2 separate regions of the Mus musculus genome follow, and region 2 is linked to region 1. Evidence: chromatin contacts called from public Hi-C data. All regions are on one chromosome and are shown on one strand. Each heading gives the region's core, a stretch centred on a gene start, on an enhancer-like site or on the middle of the called end of the contact. The rest is flanking DNA. Distances are from core to core; before and after follow the strand shown.

Region 1 (4,587 bases), core at 1,547-4,046:
AGTTGCCATTCCCCTGCCCTCCTCTAACTCTGCACAGCTTGCCACAGCAGGCATCACTAATACATGGACCAGAGTCCTCAGCTCCCGATTCTAGATACCTCTTAACAGCACTCTTGCGGTCTTGGTCTTCCGTGCAGCACAGCAGACCATAGTTTGTGCTCTGCATGCTTGGTGATGTTTAGCACATCTGTCATCTCCCCCACCTCGATCTATTTTATGTAATTGACTTATACCAACTTTTTTTCGTTTGCATTAAGATCGGGCCCTTTTGTGAGAGCAGTGTCCATAAAGTAGTAGGTTTAATTTAGCGACTGTATGATTCTGAACACTGGTTCTAGGGAAGCACACGTAATGATGTAATGTGTGGTGGTCTAGGAACCCCTCAAGGTAATGTTGGCAGGTTTTCTAAACTTGCTGTGTGGTGGGCATGGCAGCAGAACATAGCTTTGGAGATTGAAGGGTCTTGGCTGGACCCCTGGAAGACTCTGCACCGGCTTTCCGTCCTCGGGTAACTGATGTGTAATCTCTTTGAATTCCATAAAATGGAAGTATCAGGACTTTCTTTGCAGTACCATTTTTTAATTATTATGATTAATTCTTTGAAATGTTGCAGAATACACTTTGGTTATATGTATTCCTTTTTCTCCCCTATCTTCCCACCTCACTTTGTGTCTTGAAAAAACAAAAAACAAAAACAAACAAAAAATCCTGAAACCAATTTGTGTTGCCCAAATACTCTTAAGTGTGGGCCATCTGATGGAATGTGGTTGATTTACCAAGGACCCCCGTACTTAAATACCTTCTTCTTGCCAGTGGGCTAGGGGAGGGACCTCATGACCACCTCCCACCTCCATACTGGTTATGGCTTAATTATGACTTAGTTCTGCACAGGTCTCGTGCATGATGTCACAACATAGTTGTAACCTACCACCTCTGGCTCTTAGAATCTTTCCATCCCCTTTCTTCAATGGGCCCTGAGCCTTGGGAGGAAAGGGTGTGATGTGGATATCTCATTTAGGGCTACACACTTCCCAGTCTCCTATTCTCTATGTTGACCAGTTGTGTACCTCCTTTAGCCACCATCCACTGGGGGGGGGGGGGGGATGCAGACTCACAGGATTCTAACTCAGTATTGCTTCTCCACTGGAGACAATCTCAACTTTGAGAAAGTACACATAATTTCCCTAGAAAGACAAGCATATTAATGGAATATCGTGAGCAATCTTGAAGGTCAAAGTTAATGTACTGTAATAATACAGACACAGCACCTAGCAGCTTTTGGGCATAGTAGATGCTTAATAAATGGCCACTAGTGGAGATCTCTGCATGTTGATAAGATTGGGGCTGGTATCATCACTTGTAAGCCTGTCTGAAAGTCCCTTCCCTTCCCCTTGCACCCCAGCTGGACCCTGTCTGTCCTGATGCCTGTAAACATTGCTGAGAAACTGCAAATGATGTTCTTTGAGGGTAGATTTTTCTACCCCCCACTAGCCAGAGAGAGCCTTCCAGAATTTCTCCTCCACTGTTTCTCAGAGGGATATAGTGTTATTGTCAGGGAATTGTGTTCAGTAACAGGATTCCTTCATAATTAGGGAACATGTTCATTTTGGTGATACTATTTCCCCAGGGACTCTGGGTATCTTAATTGCATGAATGGGTTTTCTTTCCTGTTTTGTGTCTGCTATTATTTCTCATGTTTTTCTTCTTATAGGGGATGGGATAAATGAAGCACACCTATGAGCAAGGTCTCTGATTTAAGGACCAGAGCATAAAACACACAGCACTTCACCATCCCCGGTGACCAGCAGATTGCCCGGGAGGCTCCATCTCGGTTTCTCCCTAGACAGACTAACACACTTATTCCATCAGTTGATTTTGTTGATTCTAAGCCACACAAGGCACTAGAAAAGCTGTATTTTGTGGTCATCCCAGTTTGCCTATGAAAAGCAGATGACACAGTTGTATGGCACTGACTTCTCTCACGAGGGTTAGTTTGAAAGCCGTCTGTGTTTATTTACTTTAAGGGAGAAAGTGGTGAAGGAAACAGCAAGCTGGGTGTGTTGTGAAGGCTTCAGGCTCTGTGCAGCTCCTTCCTGTGACTTCCTCGGGACAGAGAAGGGAAGACACTGGCCCGCCATCGTAGGTGGCTTGCTCCCTACACTGAATGGACTCTCCCTTACTTCTTTCTCCCAAGCTTCCCCCCCCCCCCCAATCCACTCTTTGGGTCCAGACCAGTTGTCCTCAGGATGGGAGAAAAATATTGGGGCCTCGCTGACAGCCCTGGGGACAGATCTGGGTCCTAAGCAGATGGTTTCTGCCAGGGGAGGGGAGGGAAATTCCTGATACAAAAACAAGATAACTGAGAGAGAAAGAGAGAGAGAGGCAAGAGCCAAAATCATGCCCGGAATGTAGGGAATTCACAGGGATGAGAAAGAAGATGCAAACAATGTACAGAGTGTGAGGGGGCCGGCTCCCATCTCCACCTCTGCTTTATTCTCTCCGAACAAGCAACCTGTCTCTTCCAAATGGACAGTGGCAAGCCCTCAGGCACTCCTGGCCACCTTATTTCTGACTGGCCGTGAACTTACGGGATCATGCTGCCTGTGTGTGAGAACATGTGTACGCGGTGCAATTAAAAAGGAAGTCAGAAGACGGAACAAATCAATGGCTACCGATTCATAATAAGTTCCTTTCTATATATTTATTTATTTTCCTTTTAGCCACTAAAGGAGCAACAGCAAACTTGCAGCGAGCAGTTGTTGCCAGAGGGTGAATCATGGCTATATTGATTTGATTATGTAAAAGCTCAGAGGAACCTCAAGCCAGATACAGAAATATCTCATAGCCCTGAACCCTACGGGACACACACTAGTAAAAAAGCAATCTTTATATTGTTCCTGATAAAAGCATCATTAGTTTCCTCATAGTGAAACCATTTCTCTGCTGATACAGTATATGGTTTTCTTTTCCTCTAGAATCCACTCAGACATAATTAACACTCAGTTACTAGACTTGAGGCTCCCAGGAGTGCCCTGCTAAAGTTAGGGAGGGGTTAAGAGTTAGAGATGGTCAGGAAGAAAGACTGAGACAGGGTGGTAACAGAGGGAGAAAGGAAGGGGCTGAGAGGAGATGAGGGAGGAGAAAGAGGGAGGTCGAGGCAGGTGGGGGGAAAGTATGGAATTTCCCCTTTTCTGTGGTTTTGAGCATCCCCCTGCCTGGCTTGCACAGCTGTAAGCGCCGGCGCGGTGGCGCCCTCTGCTGGGCGAGTTTATCCTCCCAGCTTTGGAGCCCCACAGCCGGGAAAGCCCCATTCTGCACAACACTCTTCCATACTTAGGTGCTTTGCTTCCTTAAGAATAACACTTCAGACATCACCTTCCAGGGAGGCGTCTTGAATGGTGCCTCTGCAGACAGACAAAAGCTGACGACACATGCGCTGTCTGCTACAGCTGCAGGAGCAGCAGCAAAGCTCCATTGCCTTTAAAGATGGGGGTAAAACGCCTGACTGAAGCATTCCTGGAAATAACAGGGTGGAGTTTGCTGGGTCCAGACATTTTAAGGGTTGAGGAAATGGAAGTTGGGAGCAACAAAGACTCCTGCTTTTAGGGCTTCAGGTCCTGCCTAAGGGACGTCTTGGCCACCTGTGGCCTAGAGAACCCACATAGCAGAGAACTCTGATCTCAGCCTGGGCTTCAGTTTTGTCAAGAGAATAGAAACGCCCAGCGTGCTGACCAGCCTGTGCACTGCTAAACAAATAATGACCCTCTCTGAAAAGGAAAATTGTTGATTTAAAAGTCTTAGATTGGAGGGTTTGAATGTACACAGCAGGAAGAAACCAGGTCCCACTGGAAGTTTACGCTAGCATCCTCTGTTTATGTTAGAAAGCCTATGGCAATACACACATATACACAGTGGCCACGAAAGCATAAATAAACAAAGGAACACTTTTCACACATAGGGACACAACCAGAACCACATGGTTACAAACTTTCAAACTCCAGCATGTCTTAACACAATCTCAGAGCGGTGGCAGCTTGCTCCTTAGCCCTGTCCTCAAGTCTTTTCCTCTGTTTAAACAAAGCTGGTGCATGAGGGTGGGAGTGGGGGAGCATGAAGTGGAAAATCCCCAGATTATCTAGGACCCCACTGTTCAACACTGGGGGCTCAGCCCGATGCCGCTTCCCAGACAGCAGAGTCCCCGTGCTCTCGGAGACACCTGTCTGTTGAAGACTTTACCCAGATCACAGGGGATTAAAGAGAGGAAAAAAAAAACTTCTCAGAGAACTTAAGATGCACACCACAGAAGACTGGTGAGCTTAGTGGCCAGTAGGATATGGGTTCTGAGTCACCTCAACGCATTTGGTAGTAGTGTGCCTTCATCTCACCGTCTGCAAACAAACGATAATGGCAGAAGTCCCTGCCTTACAGCCCTTACACTCATAAAGTGGGCAGATGGTTCAGATTCCTTCAGAGTGGTATTCGGCATATGGTAACCACCACGTGAAGAGTTTTGTCAAGTAAACATACACAGTTCTCACTAATAATCCTGAGACCCTCTTCTATAGCCCCATGAGGTAAGAAGAGACA
Region 2 (4,587 bases), core at 1,277-3,776, 770 kb before region 1:
GTAATTTGAAGTTGATGAACATTTGCTGTCTAGGAGATAAGGCTATTTTCTCTCTATACAAAAGAATTTGCACCTGTCTGTGACAGTCAGAGCCAATTATGGGTAAAGCTCTAATTTGTTTATGGTCTAGACTCCTAAGACAATAATTCCCAGCTGCATTACTTTTCATCCTCAACAGCCAGAGGTTCCCTGGCCATGTAAAGGCCTCCTGAAGGTCACTATACACATGTACCCAGTGCCATAGATTTAATGTCTGTGTCTTCTATGCCTCATTTCTCAGTCTTACTCCTACCTTGAATACTCTATTCACTAGCCATCACCTACGAAGCAACTTGCTTCTCTCACTCTTGGGTGATAGATAATGGTGATAAGTTAATAAAATAAATTATATTCAGCATTGCTGGAGTCATTTTTAAAAATGCACATAGTTCTCGTTGTACAAATACACCACAATGGGATATGATCTTTAAAGAAATTTTTATTTAAAAGTAACTGTCAATGATAAAATTTCAAGTAAAACTTCATGGAATAGATATTTCTCAACAAATAAGTGTCTTAGATTTTTCAAATCACACCTATCTTTAAACTGCTCAATCTTTATTTAAAGAGCTCTACTCTTATATAGCTAGCCATTCATAAAATACTCGTCCTAAACCATAGATATTTAAGTCTACGGGCTTAAGTGATCAAAATCTAAGTGTGATATCACTACTTCTCCAGAACGACTTAAATTATTATGTCAGATTACTGCTAATAACCTGAAATTACTAATCTCCAATTATATCCAGAAAGAATGTGAGAAAGCTTGATCTTTCACACACTGAAGTGCAAGTTGGTACAGCCACTTTGATTGGGCAGCAGAAAGTGAAGTCTAATCCACCCAGCGTTTCCACTCTCAGGCAGACACCTAACACAAATGCTTGTGCTCAGGCAAAAGGCCTTCTAGAATGTTCAGAACAATGCTGATTGCAAAAATCAAAAATTAAAACAGCATGTTGGCCTGTACAAGGGAACAAGGGAGCAAGTGCCATACATTCAGGTAGTGAAATAGATAGATAGATAGATAGATAGATAGATAGATAGATACATACATACATACATACATAGATACATAGATACATAGATAAATCAAAAACCATGGCAGAAGAAAAAGAAGGGAGAATATGCTACAGGGATCAATTTACACAAAACCAAGCAAAAGCCAAGTATACTGTTAGAAAGCCAGAGTCTGTTTACTGGATGGGGCAAGAAACGGGAAGAATGAGAGAGGGTTCAGTCATTATCATTCTATCTTGATATTTTCTTTGGTTTGGATTTTGTGCCAGAAATTGAAACTGTGGATGTGCACACACCAAGCATGTCTTCTACCACCTACCCACACTCCAAGCCCTCTTCTTCATGTCATGACTAGCATGCTCATTCTGTGAAAATGTTTCAAGTGATATTCATAAGATGATATGCTCCTGTCTCTGTGCATTTTAGTTCTACATTGTAAGCTATTCCAAACACACACTACCAAGTCTTCTAAAGGCTTAGAAGTATAATCTCAAAATAGAGTTTTATTTTTTGTCATTCTTAAGTTTTATCATTGTATATATAAACAATTATTGATCTATTCATCAAACTTACCAAATTTTGTGATTAGTCATATAATATTTTACTTTGGAGCCATGAAAGTGTAGTCGCTGTAATTATCATTCTCAGCATAGTGAGAGGCTTTGTGAATATTAATGTCAATAAATCTATCAAGTCAATTCCCCATATGAAGCATATGTAAAATATTTATGAAATAGTCACATGTTATTATCCACATACATTGTTCTCATGTCAGGGCAGAGAAAACATACAGAAGAAACAAAAATTGTTCCTGGGTCATAGCTACTAACAGCCAAACTGGTGCTATCAAGCATCTTGCCAAAAACCATTAAAAGATAATCCTGTCTGCTGATCCCTGAGTTGTCAATGGGAGTTAAGGAAATGAGGAGTAACCGTGACAAACAGAGACTGCAGCCAGTAGATCAGGTGCTAAAACAAGACTGGATTCTGTCCTTGCACCTAACGCAGCCTTAGCACTTCATACTCCTTAATTCATTTATTCATGTCATTCTGCCCAGAAATAAACACAGTTGCAGTTCCAGGATACAATCTGCTTGAAGATTACTGAATTATACAGGCCTGGCCTGAGAATAATTCTTTTTCTTTTTATATGAACACATTGAAGAGAGACTGCTTTTCCACTTGGCTACAACCCCTGCATCCCCTCTGCATTGCTGATCTGCCCTCAGTACCAAATACTCTATCCAGCTACTCTGAGACATTAATCTAGTCAGATTCAGGCTAGGGAGGGGGTTGTAGGGCGGGGCTTGAGTCTTACATTTTAGATGCTGCAGGTCTATGGCTATTTTTTTGAGTAGCAAGGCCCTAGAAAAGGAGAAAGAATCATTCTCTTTTTTACTATAGGTCACAGGATTTCAAAAATGTAGGGTGATGTAGGGTGCATACATAGGTAGAGTTCAAAAGGGGAATCACAAGCAAAGCCTTGTGAGCAGAACATTTTGAAGTCAGGCGGCTTCATGGGATGAATGGGGATGGAGCGGGGGCGCAGGGGAGCCTGTCAGACAATTGTTAGGACAATTCCTGCCAAACCAAACAAATTCATCCTGGTGCTGGGACGAGCTTCTGGAATAAAAGTGTTCACAGTGACAGAGCATGTATTAAAGTGGTTTCTGCATGTTGTACAAATTCGGGGCCCAGAGATTAAAGGGTAGATAGGGAAACTAAAAGGATATACAGGACTTGCATAATGAGGAAGATTTACTGCTACTGAATCCCAGACTCAATCAATATCTGGCATACTAACCGAGCCAGATATCCAGAGAAAATGATCGCGCTTCACTTCTTCACTGTAATGGATTCTCTTGCCATCAAGTAACTTGAGTCTACAGATTGTATTTTAAAAGTTCTCCAAGACAAAACTCTATTTAAGAAGATAATGTATTTGTTGAAAACTATGATACCTTGTGCCCAAAGCCACTTACTTTTTCAGGTAACTAAATGGCTCTTTAAAAAAAAAAATTCTATTTCTTACTGGCTACCTTAAAGAAGCACGCTACTGTATAATACATAGGATTTGACTCTGAGGAGTCAGACCTATGCCAAGGCTAATGTGTTCGGGTAGCCATTTGGAAAGGAAATGAAAAGGCATTAGTTCATGATCAAGTAAGGCATAGGGGGCCCTAAGGAACCCTGATGAAGTGGCGGGCAGTCAGCAGCCTCCTGCAGTTGGCTGAATGCCCACCTTTAAAGGATGTCAAAGGCACATAAATGCTGTACCCAGCCCACACCGTTAGGTCTGAACACTTTTCCCTGTTACTTTAATTCCTTGCTATTTACTTTCACTTCTTTGTTCTTTCCACCCCACTCCACCTCACTCTTCTTTATTCTTTTTATCCTCCACCTGCCCCACTGTTTAAAGGGCTGAGTTGAGAAAATGCCCTCACATTGTGCCAGGAAATTACTGAAATCATCACTAGACACATCTTGACCTGACTTAGAGTCTCTTTCTATATTCTAGAGCAGTGAATCGCAATCTTTCTAATGCCAGACCCTCTTGTATTAATTGCCTTAATTGTATTAAGGCCTTAATACAGTTCCTCTTGTTGTGGTGACCCCTCAACGATAAAATTATTTCGTAGCTACTGTATAACTGTCATTTCAATAGTTTTGAATTACAATATCTGATATATAGGATATCTGATATACAACCACCAAAGGAGTCACAACCATAGGTTAAGAACTACTGTTTTAGACACCCTCAGACATAAATAAATAAATAAATAAATAATCTGTTTGGGATACAACAAAAGCCACCTGACCTAAAACAGGGGCATAGGTCAGGAGGATACTTTGGGGGGCAACATAGAGATTTACTGCTCATCCACAAATCCTATGTGTACAGATGTGTACAGATGTCAACAGACATACTCTGTAGATTCAGGAGAATGTGGTGGCTAGAACACTTACTTTGCCTTTATATCAATAGGGTTCAAATCTCAGCTTTGCTACTTACCAACAGCAGCACATTGAACATGTTACTGTCTGTTAATAAACTGGTCTGATGACAGGGTTGGACCACAAAGAGGTTCTGTGAGCAATCATGACTGTTACTGTGCTTGGGTTGAGGGATGCTTAGGAGCTTAGGAAACTGCTAACTGAAAACTTTGAGGAGAAAGACCAAAATCCACAACTGTCTGATCAAAGCAAGCTTTATTTTAGACAAATACCCAGGACTGGCCAGAGAGCTGGCTATAGAACCCTAAATCAGGATTTTTGAGAGCAGCCCTGGATGTGAGGAAGACAGGCTTATATATATGAGGGGTAGTGAGCTTCCAAATGGAGGATTTTGGTGGCAAAACAGGCAAAGTTACAGGAGCAGACCATAAGCATAACAAGATAGTCATAGTGAACTGCAACAAAGACAGAATTGCCAATCCTGGAACAGGCAGTACAGAATCATTTGTAGTGAAGGTTATACTTGAGGATAGCCCAATTCTTAAAAAAGAGAGGTTTAATCATAAACAGGATTGA

What was found. A called contact is a pair of places that touch in the nucleus more often than the background predicts.
Region 2: a Hi-C map of the N1E-115 cell line shows a contact between it and region 1, with 4 times the contacts expected there. The contact joins two enhancer-like sites. A contact is called at or near these places in 1 of 39 promoter capture datasets (cranial neural crest), 13 of 484 Hi-C or Micro-C datasets (the AtT-20 cell line, the N1E-115 cell line, differentiating embryonic stem cells and 5 more) and 1 of 9 other capture datasets (embryonic stem cells).

Annotation. Positions count from the first base shown.
Region 1 is chr4:84,063,495-84,068,081 of GRCm38.p6, reverse strand. No RefSeq gene overlaps it. Among named protein-coding and RNA genes, the nearest start is that of Gm33410, 6.7 kb to the left of the region's middle. Within about 2 kb of position 2,796, at least 18 of the 459 cell types and tissues checked have an H3K27ac peak or open chromatin away from gene starts, as enhancers often do. A contact at or near this core is called in the N1E-115 cell line, where this site is marked.
Region 2 is chr4:84,831,365-84,835,951 of GRCm38.p6, reverse strand. No RefSeq gene overlaps it. Among named protein-coding and RNA genes, the nearest start is that of Cntln, 51 kb to the left of the region's middle. Within about 2 kb of position 2,526, at least 2 of the 459 cell types and tissues checked have an H3K27ac peak or open chromatin away from gene starts, as enhancers often do. A contact at or near this core is called in the N1E-115 cell line, where this site is marked.